Regions from separate parts of the Mus musculus genome. Here region 2 is linked to region 1. A link is a contact called in public promoter capture Hi-C data. All regions are on one chromosome and are shown on one strand. The core of a region is the stretch at or near the end of the contact, and the rest is flanking DNA. Distances in the headings are between cores, read along the strand shown.

What was found. Promoter capture Hi-C pulls out the DNA fragments that hold promoters and counts their contacts.
Region 2: a promoter capture Hi-C map of liver shows a contact between it and region 1, with 5 times the contacts expected there. The contact joins the promoter of Lxn here to the enhancer-like site in region 1. A contact is called at or near these places in 5 of 39 promoter capture datasets (hematopoietic stem and progenitor cells, hippocampal neurons, liver and 1 more).

Annotation. Positions count from the first base shown.
Region 1 is chr3:65,367,547-65,375,381 of GRCm38.p6, reverse strand. It overlaps Kcnab1 (potassium voltage-gated channel, shaker-related subfamily, beta member 1), which reads right to left. Exons shown (of 14, transcript NM_010597.5): 13 at 3,937-4,025. Among named protein-coding and RNA genes, the nearest start is that of Ssr3, 21 kb to the left of the region's middle. Within about 2 kb of position 2,696, at least 30 of the 459 cell types and tissues checked have an H3K27ac peak or open chromatin away from gene starts, as enhancers often do. A contact at or near this core is called in liver, where this site is marked.
Region 2 is chr3:67,460,775-67,468,609 of GRCm38.p6, reverse strand. It overlaps Lxn (latexin), which reads left to right and starts at 4,703. Exons shown (of 6, transcript NM_016753.4): 1 at 4,703-5,024; 2 at 6,189-6,251; 3 at 7,121-7,298; 4 at 7,552-7,688. The coding sequence starts at 4,896. It overlaps Gfm1 (G elongation factor, mitochondrial 1), which reads right to left. Exons shown (of 18, transcript NM_138591.2): 14 at 641-803.

The DNA.
Region 1 (7,835 bases), core at 1,447-3,946:
TTTGCTGTTCTGAATCATAATGTAAATATCTGATATATAGGGCATCTGATATGTCACCCCTTTGGGTGTCGTGACCCACAGGTTGAGAACTGCTGCTCCAAGGACTTGCTTTCCCCCATCAGATACCAGGGAAAAGTTGAAGGATGAGTTGGAGGAGCCTGAAAGGTATCTGATAGTCAAAGTCAAAGTCTGAGAGACAGTGAGGGAGACTTAGCAAGGCTAGTGATAGTGGAATGGGAAAGGGGAACTGGGGGTGGGATCAGTGTGAAGTAGGATGTGTTGTGTGCATGTGGAGCATTGTGTAGAGCTGACTTGGGTAGAATCTGCTGCTCATTCAGGGCTAGTGTTATACCATGAGACAAGGGACAAAGACCTGCTTTCTCTCTGGAATAGTCTGACCCTGTGTAGACAGACTGGTGAGATGCAATTAGGATGACCAGTTCTGAGGTTTGGGCCTCGCCCTTTGCTGCAGCCCTACTGGCCGAGGTGACCTTGTCTCCAGGGCTGCCCTTAGCAGCCTGTGGGTTTGGCAAAATAGTGCAGCTCCTGTGTCTGGGAAACTTGTGGTTCTGGTTATTGGTTTTTTTTTGTTTTTTTTCTACCTGAAGTCAAAGGAGGCGTTTTGTTTCCCATTAGCTCTGTAGTCTCAGGTTCTAAATAGCTAAAGTTACTTGGAGACTTCTGAGACTGGAGTTCAAAAACTGGGTTTGGTGGAAGAGAAATCCAGTGGACTAGCCATGTGAAATGAAAAAAGAGTCACTGTCAAAATACCTATCAGCTAGACACAGTGAAAACATAAAACTACTTGAGTAAAATATGAAATTGCAGTGTGTGTAGTATTAAAGGACCAGTGTCTTTTAAAGGAGCCATACTTTCAGAATTTTATGTGAAATCACTTCTAAAAAAACGCAGCAGGTACTTTACAATATTTTAAGCTGTTGTGCAGATTTAATGAGATTGTTCCAGTTGTACAACCTTATTGTATTGCCTACAGGACTTGGTGGTGTAAGGGGAGGTTTGGCTAGGAATGTTTTTCTGGGGCTGAGGGTCATCAGGGCCTCCAGGACTGAGTTCTTTGAGGATGATGGAGGATTTTTGCAAGTTGGGTGGTGATTACGGTGGTGATTACTGTAGAGATAGAACATGGACCACTGCTAATTTGCATGTGTGTGTGTGTGTGGGGTGGGGTGAGGGGGGGTTTGTCCTGAAGTATTCCTAGTGGCTAGAGATTAGAATCCTGATTGGGGGGAAGTGTGGGGGGAGGGGAGGGGAGGGAGGGAGAGAGAGAGAGAGAGACAAAGAGACAAAGACACAGAGACAGCGTACATGTGCATACAAGAATGTGTACACACCCGTGGCATAGGCATTTTTCATTGCTCATACTTCCACAGTCCTTGAGACCTTTCCGTTCTTTATGGTAGCCAGCATTCCACACTTTCTGTACATTTGCGGCCAATTCCAACAAGTGTTTGGCCTCTCTAGATACCTAGTGTACTTTTCACCACATCCAGGGCTTCTGTCACACCATGTCTAGACTGTTCTGTGCTGCTGCTTGGGGTGAAGGAGAAGGGAAGTTTGGTAAGGCCTTGTGCTAGCAGTGAGGCTGTCTGGGTAACAGCCCTGTCCTTTGTCTTCTGAGAATAGAAATTCCATCCTGCTGCCAGCCAGAGCCTTGCTAGGGAGGGACTGCTTTGGGAGTTAAAGTATCCTTTCCTCGCTGCCCAGGAGGCTCCTGCAGCTCTAACAGCTTAGACCCAGGGTGCTGCTTCATTTCTGCCCCTGGCATGACTTCCCCTGGGATTGAGGATCATAGTGCTAGCATGATAGGAATCCTGCATTTCTCTTCCTGCCAGGATTTTTATCTGTTCTTCCCAGATCTGCAGATCCATCCACTCTACCTCCATTGCCTAGGTGATGACTACACCTGCATCCTGCTTTCCTTGGGGCAGCCTTAGGAATTCCGGGACATTCAAATAGAAGCATGTCTGTCCTCTACATTTTGTAAAGGATTCCTCACCTATAAGGAGAAGGATAGTCTGGCATAAGCCATGTACCCTCTTGACGAGGTCCTTTGTACTGCTCTTTCTTGTTCCTAAAATGTACTTCAAGGTTTCTTTATGCTATGGCAAGGCATACAATCCAAACTCAGAATAAACATCTTATAGGGAGGGGGCTTTTGCAAAGTTATGTCAAGTAGACCCACCTTTCTCAGTTGCTCTCTAGTGTAACAATCTGTTTGCTTAATAACTCATGATCTGAAATTTTGTTCATTTTTATTAGTCCCCTAGTAGAATGTAAGCTTGTTAAAGACTGGACAGTATCTTGTGTCCTGTGGTGGTGTTGTCAGTATCTGGTACATCGTGAGCTTTCAGAGGCCAGCTTTTTTAAAGCATAGGTTTCTTAATTCACTCTTTCCACCAGCAGTTTTAGGACAGGATCTTGCTCATCACAGTAACCCAACTGTCTCCTTGGTGCCAGATGCAGGAAGTATTCCAAACACGAGTGAAATTGAAACTTTTATATTGAACTTAAGTTCTTCTGGGTACAAACTGTGTCCTTTCCCCATCCTCATTGTGTAATCTTGTTTTCCCAGTGCATAACAGAAAATGAATGAAGATGGTATGGTTCATTAGATGAGGCATTCCCTGTAAAGGTCCCACAGAATCCAGGAGGAACCATGGCCGGGCTGAATTTGGAAATAGCTGTGGAGTATTGCCCCACTGCCTGGTCCGGCGAAAGGTGGTGGCTAGGCAGGCAATCTGTACCATTTACATACCAGTGTATTCTGGTTTTTCTCACCCTCCCTGCCCTTTCTCTCTTTCTTTTGAGACAGGGCTTTTCTATGTAGTCCTGGCTGTCCTGAAACTCCCTCTGTGGACCATGCTAGTCTCAAACTGACAGAGATCTACATATCTCTGCTGGGATTAAAGGTGTGTACCACCATTCTGGTCTGTTTCTAAAAGGGGGTTTTAAATCTTCATGTCCACGTTCATCTGTCTGGTTTGAGGAGAGGTGACAGGGCTTGTTTTAGGAATAGATGGATAGCCAAGAAGCCATGAGTCTGTTCCCAGTGAGCAACAGGGAAACATGTTTGCTGGTTTTAGCAGGCTGTGGCTAAGCAGTGGGTGAACTCATCCTAGGACTCAGCGAAGCTGAGAGGAGCAGGCTCAGCACTGAGATGTGTTCAGTGCTGAAGAAAGGTGATCCCAACAGACCACCAGCGCCACTCCTTAGATGCCCCTGATCATCTTCAACATATTCCCCAGGTGCTGCTGCAACCACAGTCCAGCGCCTGGCCTTCAGACCATCACTTGGGGGACAGGATCTTGGTATGGAATAGGCCTCCTGGATTTTCTTTCTAGGGGATGTGATCCTGAAAGTTCCAAACAGGAATTTATTCTCCAGTTACTTCTGGAGTAATAACTAAGGGCCACGTAGTAGGAAGTGGGAAGTGAGTGGAGAAGAGAGCCACAGGTCTCTGACCTTTAGGCTCACAGTACAGCAGAGGGCACAGACAATTATCATGCATCTTACACTAAGTGGTATGATGAGTGGGATCACGGGATGCTGTTAGATGGTTAGGAGTATGGCATAGTATATTGGCAATAGTTTATGGAAGGAACAAATGAACACACAGTATGTATTGTCCTATAGCCATTACATCTCAAGCAGACAGTTAAACATGCTTTTATGGTTAGACTTATCAGTTGCCAGGTGTGACACGGGAGTGCACCACCCCACACAGATGATCCGCTGGAATTTGAGACACTTGTTTCTTAAGTAAGCAGAGGACAGCCTGGGTTCTGTGTATAATGTAAATGTGTTGTTGCGTCTTACAACTTTGTGTTTCCTGCTACTTTGTCTAGTTCTCTGCTTGCAAACACACTGTAACATCCCCTGGAGTTTGCTAGAAGGAGAAGGGGCTGCAGTACTTGCCTGAATGGCACCAAGGTTTTCAATGAGTTGTTCCGGAGTGGATGATCCCAGGAGCACAGAACTCACACCCTCATTTCTCAGGCACCACGCTGAAAAGGGCAAAGCACTGGGGTCAGGATTATTGATACGCTTGTAGTTAACGTGTGTGTGTGTGTGTGTGTGTGTGTGTGTGTGTGTGTGTGTGTGTAGGTTAGAGGACACACTGTTTTCTGGGCTTAAATATTAGAACAGCACCCTTTTCCAGAAGTTTAATAGAATCCATACATTTGATAGTACGTTTGTGGCTTTCTGGCTTTCTTGTATTTTGCTCCAACTACCATGAAAATACCCAACATTGCTCACCTACTTATAATGTCTGGAATCTTGTTCCTGCCAGGCTCCCTCTGTCTTATACAGGGTATCATTTTTCCTCATCTGTCAGCCCTTTGCATTGATTATCTCAATTGCTTTTTTACTCTCAAAGCCCCAGTCCTTCCTCTGCTTTAGTAAATCCCATAAAAACCCAACCTGTGTTTTCTACTTGGGGCTAGTAGAGTAAACCAGAGATTACCATAGAATCTTATAGTCTGGCACCTCTTATGTCCCCTCTCCTTTGCTATCTTGCCATTGGGCCTTAACCAGGCTGACGAACCTCTCTTTGATCCTTGATCATCCTTTCCTCAAATGACATAAGGTCTGCCCTCCTTTGGAGCTGTTTGCTTTTTTATTTTTGTTTGTTTCATGGAACCGGGCTGATCTCCAACTTGCTATATAGCCTGAGATTTTCCTTCCTTTATCTCATGAGTGCTGGAATTCTAGGCATGAGCAACCATGTTGGCAGGATCTCTACCCTAAAGCCTTGTATTTACTCTCAGCAGGTGACCTTCCTCGAACTTTATCTAAAATATTAAATCCACCAAGGTGATGGTTTGTATATGCTCTGCCCAGGGAGTGGCACTATCAGAAAGTGTGGCCCTGTTGGAGTAGGTGTGTCACAGTGGGTGTGGGCTTTAAGACCTTCATCCTAGCTGCCTGGTAGCCAGTATTCTGCTAGCAGCCTTCGGGTGAAGATGTAGAACTCTCAGCTCCTCCTGCACCATTCCTGCCTGGATACTTCCATGTTCCCACCTTGATGATAATGGACTAAACCTTTGAACCTGTAAGCCAGCCCCAATTAAATGTTGTCCTTATAAGAGTTGCCTTGGTCATGGTGTCTGTTAACAGCAGTAAAACCCTAACTAAGACAACCAGGTAGAATATTCTTCATTTGTCTACCTACTTAGTACCCACAATGATACTGTCCAGTTGCAGACGATGCATGCTGTTTTGGCCTAAGGTCAAACTGCCCTGGATCCTTCTCCCCTTTTTTTTGGATTAATTAAACATTTATTTCTCTGCTCCCTGAAGGTTTTGTTTCCTGTTTTCCTTTGTCAGTAAAGAATGCTCCATTCATTTTCACTGTAAAGTAGTCTCTGACTTTGTACTTGCTTAGACACTTCTCTAACTCTGGAAGTTCTGAACGGCCAGTTTAGGCTCCTGGTCTGGCCTTCATCATAGTCCAGTCCCCTCTTACCCTGTTCTGGAAGCCAAGGCCCCAGCGACCTCTTGGTTACAGTGAATGTAACCAAGAGCGTGGGTCTGCATGTTTCTGCTGGACCTTCCCGCCTTGCTTTGCCAGTTCCATTTGGCTCAGCGTCAGCATCTTTGCCTCCCTACTAGAATTCTGGGACCTTTAGGAATTGTCCTTTTTTTCTGAGTCTCCCTTCCCTTTTAAATTCCAGGTCGAGTTGGTTATTCCTCGTGTTCCCCTAATCTATTGGTTCTTACCCTTTAGCATATGATGGGGAGTTATCTGGAGGGCCTCTGTAGCATCCTTTCTAGGCCTCAAGAGCTTTTACTTAGAAGATCTTGCCTTGAGATATGGGCTTCTACGTATTTAGTTGATAACATTTTTTTTTTTTTTTTTTTTTTTGTTCAAGCTGGCCTTGAACATTTTATGTAGCTCAAGGATGACCTTAAAGTTCTGACACTGCCTCTGCCTCCTGAGCCCTGGGATTAGAGGCATGTGCTACCATCCCAGGCTTATGAGATACTGAGGCAAGCATTTTACATTTGCAGCCTGGGAATTTAAACTGTCTTCTTAAGAGGAGGGAGAGGAACAAGCTTTATTGAACTGGAAATTACATATAAAAAAGAATTTAGCCTGTTTTTTTTTTCCCGAGACAGGGTTTCTCTGTATATCCCTGGCTTTCCTGGAACTCACTTTGTAGACCAGGCTGGCCTCGAACTCAGAAATCTACCTGTCTCTGCCTCCCGAGTGCTGGGATTAAAGGTGTGCGTCACCACGCCTGGCTTGACCTGTTTTTGAGTGTTCATTACCTTAAAAAAATAGTTTAGCAGCCCTAGCAATGTTAGTGTGCAGCCATTACCGTTTCAAATTCAGTTAGTGGAACAATCCCATACCTGAGAAAATACCTATGACAGGCCATAACTGATAACAAACTTCAGCCCTACATAATCACTATTTGTTTTTAGATCTGTCTTTCTGAACAGTTCATTTAAATAGAATAAAGTGCCCTCATCTTTTGTGTTTGATTTCTTTCAGTTTGCAGCACATGTTTCCTTGTTTCCTCTGTGGTGTAACAGTGTATCATTTCAGTGCTGCATAGTATTTGACGGTGTAGACACCTGGAGGGTCTCTGCTCTGACTCATCTCTCCCATGCCGCTGTACACAATCCATCCTCAGGAGCTCTGTCCAATCGCTGCTTTTCCTACCTTTTGCTTCAGCTGCCCCTCTGTTAATATAGATGCCCTAGGCCTAGCTGCAGCTTCTCTAAGTTTCATGATGCCACTTTCCTGACTTCAGCTTGTGCCTAACAAGATCCTTTTCCTTTAAGATGACATGTATTTCTTACTCTGGTAAATCTTATTGTCCATTCTGCCTCTCTGCCTTAATTTTTGTTCTTCAAGAAAACTAGTTTGTTGATCTCTCTATCCTGAAATATCATACTGGCTTCCCTTGCTGGGAATAGGGAGAGTCCTTTGCCTGGATGGCACTTTTTGCCCTCACTTTTTCTTTGTCCTGTTAATATCTCATCCTTTGAGGTTCCTAATGGTCTTCTGCCTTCTTCCTAAAGCCTATCCTAAATCACAGACCAACCAGTGTGCCCATAACCTGCACTGAAATCTGTTCATCTTCTGGATATGCCCATTAGGCTGTGGGATGTGGCTATCTTGAGTTGGATGCTCAGCAGCCTACCCCATCCTTGGCCCATGGGACACTGATTAAACGCTTGCCGGGAAGACAGGTCTGGATGATTGCTTCATCTCCTGCACATCTGCCTCCTTTTACTCAGGCCCCACTCTCTGTCAGCTGATCCTCTAAGCTGTTACCAGGGCTCCGAGGCAATCACTGAATCCTTCCAGGTGGTCATAGTCAGCACCCTCTCTTCCCCCTTGGCTTTCTTGCAGTTCACTTTGCACTTAAAACCCCGTTTGGAACCAGTGGGAGTTCCTGGTCAAAGCGAGGCCCTAAGCAGTTGCTGCTGTAGCAGCTAATTCCTCCAAGGGCTACAGGGCTAAGAGAACGCATTCTGTCTGCAGAGCTGGCCGATCCATGGATAGCCCCTGCCTGCAGCTGCTTCTTTACAATCAGCCTGTCTCCCTGGGTATCTATCACTAGCAAGCACACGCACAGTGCCTGTTAGCTGCCAGTGAGCTAGGAGTGCTGGCTTCTGGGCAGGTGTGTGCTGGGGAACAGCATGCAGACTCAAGTAGTCTGTCTTAGTGCCGGAAGGTTCCCTTCTCCAGGTCCCGCCTGCCCCTGGAGACCAAAGGCAGTGAGGCTGGGAATCATCCCTTTTTGGGGTCTGAAAATTCTGTGGATAGAAATTACTTGTTTGTAAAGAAAGAAGAAAAC
Region 2 (7,835 bases), core at 3,454-5,953, 2.1 Mb before region 1:
CAAAACAAGCAATTGCTTAGCGTGTACAGCAGCCTTTAGTGAGTAACATAGAAAGCAGAGTAAGTGCCGGCCCTTGTGTGTGCACCACTCTTTGCAGTTCCTCCAGGCCTTACCTGGCCTCAAACTATTTGAAGGGTACAGGCAACTGGTTTACTCCCAATTTACAAATTTAAAAAGGAAGAAGCAGAGACAAATCTCTGAATTTGAGGCCATTCAGAGATACATAGAGACTCCCTGTCTCAAAGAAACAAACTAGCTCTGAACACTCATATACTAAGGAGTACGTTCAGCAGCAGCAGAAATGCTGCAGGGGCCGTCCCCAGGTGCTGGGGACTCCTAACGACTGCACATGCTCCAACAGCACACACACAGACTTCCATGACCCCCTAAAGACAGTATTCCATAAATGTAACGAGTGACTGTAATCAGTGTGGTAGTGTCAGTTTAGGAAGCGAGATTATAGGTGAGATTAAGAGAGCATGAACTGAGTTGGAGGGTCTAAGATGAAAGCCGGACAGTCCCATAAAGATGGTCAACTAAAAGGAACCACGGCAGACACAAACGTGACAGAACACAAGTATAATTTAATACCAAGTAGCCTGCTTTCAAACAAGTGGCGCAGAGCCTTGCTCAACATTACCTTTTCAACAGCGGGGACAAACTGCTTTGGAACATTGGACCCAAATGTCTCATCAGAAAACTCCAACTTCGTGTAGTCCTCTGGGGGCAAGGGCTCCAGCACTCCTATTACTTTTCCAAACTGGCCGGCACCACCCGACTGCTTTTTATGTGTAAAATCAAACCTGCAAATGATTAGGAGAAAACAAAGAGCATCAGTAATGAGCAAAATGAAATAAACTTCCACTGATTTACACAAAAATCCACATTTCATTGGGTGGTTTTGTTTGTTTGTTTTTTGTTTTGTTTTGACTTTTTCCTTTGACTGTGATGGCCACACTATGACATTTTATTACAGAAGTTATTTAGAATAAATTCTTTTCTATTCTTACTCAGGGGTGAAAGTGAGACATACCACCTAAGCAAGTTGTTTCTTTCTTCTAACAGAAGGCTCTGTCTAAGGTTTCTAATAACCGCCACTCCAAAGAGCTCAGCCAGTTCTGGAACCCTGCCCTTGCATGTCACACTGTGTAGTAATCAAGGACTCTTTCTTGGAAATAAGAACTCTGATGGTCATAATTAATCTTTTAGGCAGCTCCTACTTGATTTTAATATTTGGCATTACCGACTCAGGTGATTTAAATTCTGAGCCAGATGTAATAATTAATGCCTGAAAATGATTAATGATGAAATGATATGATGAACATAAAAAGACTTTCAAAAAGAAATGACCACAAGTTAGTGTTTACTTCAAGTCACTGGACAGAGTATTTTACACAAGTATTGCACATCAGAGACCCAAGCTCACAGGCGGCTATGTCTCAGGAAACACGAGGATACAGGCCTGCTGCTTCTTCCTTTAACCTGGAACTTCCCGAGGACAATCGCTTTTTATTAACACTATCTGCAGGAGAATGGACATTAGTGGGTGCGCCTGTAAGTGACTTGGGAAAAGGCAATGTAAGTAATGGTAGGAGATGCACGCCTGGCAGGAGCAGACTTCCTAAACAGCCCAAGTGTAAATGTGTCCAGCTGCCATCCAGAAATCTCCCACTGGCCCAGAACTTCAGGATGGGCTGGGCAACCCCAGAAAGTCAGAATGGAATTTTTCCTGGAGGGACAAACCAGCATCGTCAGAAGCAAGAGAGGCAAGCAGAGGGTGGGAGAAGCACCATGATCCTGTCAGATCTGGTCAGATCAGGTTAGACGCACACAGGAGGGGTCCAAGTGCCGCACACAGGCTCCACCAGGTACCCGGCGTTCCTGAGGTTCTGAGCAGTCAGTCTCAGTCTAACAACATAGCATCCCTATAAGACAGCCTTGGCTGAAGAGATGGCTCAGCAGGGAAACCAGCTTGCTGCCAAGGCTTGAGTTCAATCCCTGGGACATGGTAGAAACAGAACAAGGTCCCTCAAGTTGTCCTTTTCCTCCACACTCCTGCCTCAGCACACATATACCCCCATACCACAATGTCGGTAATGCCAAATAATAAAATCAAGTAGGAACTGCCTAAATGATTAATTATGGCCAGCAGAGTTCTTATTTCCAAGAAACAGTCCTTGATTACTATACAGTGTGACATACAAAATAAAGTATGACAAATTTTAATGATAAAATAGTCTATATCTGTACTACATAGATTAATTAACCATGTGGTTAAAACTAATCACGGCTTCTTAAACTTAACTGAAAATTCCACAACATAACAACTCGAATACAGGGCACTTGAAGCAGTGCCCACAAGGCTGGGCGGGGCAGGGCACTCCAACACTGCTAGTTCTTCAGGCAGCAGTGCCCTAGGATTAGCTCACAACCAATGTCATTTATGAATGAGAGGAAAGCTGGTGAGAGAACACGTCAGTGCAAGGCTGTGTTGAACACTTTGCGCAGACTAAACCCAGAAAGCAATTCTGTTTCTGGTCTTTATTTTATAGGTGTGAGACCTGAGAGAGGGAGAGAGGCGAAGTAACAGACAAATGTGACTGCTACCTACCTCCATAGCCAGGGTTTGCATCAACAGCAGTACCCTTAACCACACATTTTCCTAGAATGCTAACAGGAAAATAGAAACTGACCAGACCCCTGACTGGCATGGTCACTGCGTTGTCACTGGTGGGCACTGAACGAGAACAGACTGAAAGACGAGACTGACTGGCAGGCAGGCAGGCAGGCAGGCATGCTGAAGGGCAAAGACTAGCCTGGAGTCACACTGCTGGCAACCCGTGAAAGACTTTGTCAAAATATCATGTCATATTAAGAATTGTGGGTTTTTAAAAAAAAAAAATCTATAATTTGTAGATTTATTTTTACTTTTTTTTTTTTTTGTTTTTTTTTTGAGACAGGGTCTCACTATTTTGCCCTGGGTCATCTGAAACTCTCAAGAGATCCCCCTGCCTCTGTCTTCTAAGTGCTTGTATTAAAAGCATGAGCCACCATGACTGGCCATTTTGATTTTATATTCATACTAAGTTATAAGCCACAGTATTTTTTTTATCTTGTTTAATGCTCATACTGTAATATAATACCAGTAGTATAAAGTATATAATCCTGGGGACTCATAATAACTTATTACCTTGAAGACAATCTACATATTACTCAAGTCTGAAGATAATGGACTGAATATCAACCACTGGTGAGATTGTAGTAGGTAACCAAGACCCAAGTGGGACTGAACAGACAACTCAGTGGTTGAAAACACTTTCTGCTCTTGCAGACTGGGATTTGATTCCCTGCAACATGGTGGCTCACAGTCATCTCTAACTCCAGTCCCATGGAATTTGACACCTTTTACTGACACCTCCTTGGGCAATAGGGACACACACACACACACACACACACACACACACATCATGCAGGCAAAAACTCTAAGAAAGACATTTTAAAAGAAGGCACAAGGCTAGGAATGATATTCTTGCAATTCAGTTTATTTAATGTTTAAATGAAAAAGTTTCCCTTTTAAGTAATAATTACAATTTTAAGAAACCTCAAGTGCCATCATGCCAGTCTATACTAATTATTAAATACAGAATCTTTGACTATTCGTTAGACTTTAAAATGCTCACTTTGGAAGCCCATACTCACACACACACTCTCTCCTAAAGGGGTTGGCTTACAGCTAAAAAGACAAACATTTCCAATATCAAGAGAAAAAAAAAAAGTTAGACTTGTTATCCCCTAGCTGCTTCATTGCTGTTGGCTAACATAACTAGAAAAGATGGGGAATGAACGAACTGAGTTGGTTGGTATTTAATAATCCACTGGGCCCAAAGAAAGTCCTCAGTTATAGGAAAGCTCCATTAGCACACGAGGAAAGCAACACGTGTCCCACAGGGCACCTTCCCCTTCTCTGCAGAGTGGCTGCAACATAGACAGTCTACCCAGAAAGCCTCCAACCATCTACCTTTTAAGAGAAATAGAGATGGGGCTGGAGAGTTGGCTCGGCAGCTGAGGCAGAGGACTTGAGTTTGGTCCCCAGCACCCATACTGTGTGGCACACAACTCCAGCTCCCGGGTAATCTGATGTGCCTGCACACACGTGTGCACATACACATAAAAAGTCATTAAAATAGGATTTCAAGAAAGATGGGAGTGGTGGTTCACGCTCATTAAGCTTTATATTTCTAAGATCACTAAGGTCTTATGAATGGGGAAGTATTTCCTCTGATCCTGACCAGTCTCCCAACGTTTTAAAATGGCTTTTCTGCTTTCCCACTCTGGATCTGCCTCTAAAGGAACCTGGCTGAGCAAGAGTCTCACAAAGGGAAGGGTAAGGGCTGAATTACACTTGGAGCACTTTGCCCCCTGCCCCGTGACAGCCCGTTTGAAAAAGGAGAGGTGTACTCTAATCTGTACGTGAAACAGCCAGCGATTCCTCATCCGGCAGCTGAAGCCCTCAGAAGGACCCATCGAGGCAAGGCCAGAAAGCCCTTCCCCTTCCTCCAGGTTCTCCCTCCCGCTCCACACCTGCCCAGACCCGCGGGAGCCGGAGGGAATGCCCGAGCTTTTCTCCCGGAGGTGCCCGCCTACCCCAGGGCGGGGCCGAGGCTCCCGGCAGAGCCACTGCCCGAACGGTTTCCTGAGTGAAGGAGGAAGAGGGAAGGAAGGCGCTGAGGAGCGAGCAAGCGCGCACGCCCAGCCCAGCTACCGACTGACTTCACCACCTCACCGACACCCACTTGGACACCCACTCGGCTGGCCAGCACTCCACACTGACGGGACCCTGGCTGCACCCGCCGTGATCTCTTTGAACTAGGATAGCCCGCGCTGTCTCCCCCAAGATGGAAATCCCACCCACCCACTATGCTGCGTCCAGGGCCGCCTCGGTGGCGGAGAACTGCATTAACTACCAGCAGGGGACTCCCCACAAGCTGTTCCTGGTGCAGACGGTCCAGCAGGCCAGCAAGGAGGTGAGTCTGCGAGGAGAAGCCCTGCGATCGGCTCCCCCTACTGCCCCCACCCCATCCCGGCCGCGGGACCCTGCTCTGCCTCTGAATAGCATTGCTATGAGCTCCCCTATATGGGACTCATCCCAGAACTGTTTGCTTTCACGGTAAAGCAGAGGACCTATGCAGCCAGATTTTGTGCATATTAGTTTAAGGGATTGGGAAATACACGGGGTTAATCTCACCCTTTCCTGTGGAGAGAAGAGGTCTAGGGAAGACAGCATTCTAAACAATCTGGAAGCTGTTATAGTTTCTCCATCTGCCGCTAGCTAGCCTTGGCCAACAAAAGCTCATGGCCTCCAAACGACTCCATAAACTTTTAAGAGTAACTCTTAAGCCCTTTGCCCAAAACGACGGGAAAACGCAAGAAATTCGCCCCGAGGAAAAAACAAAGGCAGTGTGGGCTGCTCGGGCTCCAGCCGCCCACATCCTGCCTGACATGCAGCCTTGCCTCTGCTGAAGCCGGCTAGGCTAAAGGGCCTCACCTACCTAGCGAGTGTCCCTATTTTTTTTTTCTTACAGCTCAAGATTTTTTTGGCTGACAAAGAAATGATTTTTATTTTCGAAACTGTACTAGATAATATAAATTAGTTACACACTTCAAAACTGGCTTTCATTTAAAAGGGGGATATCTAAATGATCTATTCATAAGGTCTTTTGAAGTGGTGTTTGACAGGACAGTATCAACAGCACTTACACACACTGTCTCTGAGCACTTGGCACTCATCCACCACACGTCGTTTACTCACTGAACACTCTGGTACCCCCGGCTTTAAGACAAACCCTTCCAAAGATGTGCCTACTGCCACTGCATCTGTGTCCTCTGTACGTTTCCACCCGCTTCCTAGACCTACCTAAATAAACTTGCTAGATACTGCCAAGTCCATGCTAGACACCCGATGACCGCCTTCCTGAGCAGCCGGGCTTGGGAAGCGATGAAGGATGGTAAGATGTACAGTCATGAGGAACGTCAGAACAAGACCCCTGGGATGTTTTAAAAGACGCAAAACTTTAGTGTATTTCTTCCCACCAGCCACCCTCCCAGTCACGTAATAAGAATGTCCTAACTAAAAAGATGTGATATATTACAGTATTCTTTTCTCCACTATATTTTTTTCTTAATTTTAGGATATCCCAGGAAGAGGGCACAAGTACCATCTTAAGTTTTCTGTGGAAGAAATTATCCAAAAAGTAAGTGAGCTGTCTTTTCTAGAATACGCGTGCGTTCTCAGTGTTGCGGCTCATTCTCGCTGAGGGTTTACCCTGGGCCTCCACTGCGGCTGCTGGGAGATTCTGAGTATGGGCAGCCATGGCTCTGCAGGCAGAGCTTCACAAGCCAGTGTGGACTGCCTGAGCACTTTCTTTCTGTTCAATTGTTTAGAAAAGTCTGTGTTTCAGTTCAAATAAATTACCCTTAAGTAGATTCCAAGCAGTCTGAATTCACGCCTTGTAGGACTGAAAGAGGTAATTTACTCTCCAGTCATGACTGTTTTCTCATGCCTGCCTTTTATTTTGGTTTTTAATTGGATATTCAAATTAAGTACATTTAGAAATTCAGGAACAATAGAACCTCCAACAGTGATTCCACTAATCTTGCAGTAGTGGGACAGGAAAGTTTGAAAATTTTGAATGCATGTCAAATTATCAATGAAATAAATGTAAAAGAAGGGAACTGTAGTTGGCGCCACAGCCATCTTGAAGCCGTGGGAAGTTTTCCTCTCCCCGAGGAGATAACAAGAGGAAATCCCCTGAAAGGCACTGAGCTACTAGACAGCCATCTCCATAGCAGGCTGCAACCCTTACTTTATATTAGGAGAGACTGCTCGGGCCACATTTGGGAGAAACAGTGGCTTCACAAGCAGAGGGAGGGGGTATGGAACAAGCTTTGGTAGCCCTCCTTTGGTAGGCAGTCAGGCTAAAATTTGACATTGTAAACCACCACCCCACTAACAGACAGGGCTAACATTCCTAAGATTCTGGAACCTAGAAACTTACAACAATGAATGGCCATCTGTAAGACTGATCTTTTGTGTTACTTTTGTAAAAAATGCTCTCAACAGCAAGTTACAGTGAACTGCACAGCTGAAGTTCTTTACCCCCAAATGGGACAAGGCTCTGCACCAGAAGTCAACTTCACATTCGAAGGAGAAATCGGCAAGAACCCAGATGAGGAAGATAACACATTTTATCAAAGCCTCATGTCTCTGAAGAGACCGCTGGAAGCACAGGACATCCCAGGTACACACATAGCGCATGGGAAATGATGTTCTGCCAACTTGAGATGCACCTCTGCTGTCCATCCTCAAAACTGTTTCATGGTATCTAGGTTGGAAATAACTAGACTTTTGCAAAAATACTTACTTCGAATCTAAGCCAGCAATCAAAAGAGGCTTTTTGGAATTTTATACATTCATGGCTTAATTTAGTGTTTACCCATGTTAGATAGCATAACTATGACTTAATTTTTAATCTAAAATGTTTTCTCTACCAGACAATTTTGGAAATGTGTCTCCACAAATGAAGCCAGTCCAGCACTTAGCCTGGGTCGCCTGCGGTTATGTAATGTGGCAGAATTCGACTGAAGACACATGGTATAAAATGTTAAAAATTCAGACGGTCAAGCAAGTGGTACGTAGTCTCTACACAGTGTGCTATTAACAGTAATACAGACAAGGCACTGGAGTTTGGAGTTGGATAGTGTTCCTATTGCTGTCTTGTATTGAAACCAGTGAGGCTGGCAGTCTGAAGGCACTGCTAGTCAGTCAGCTTAGAGGA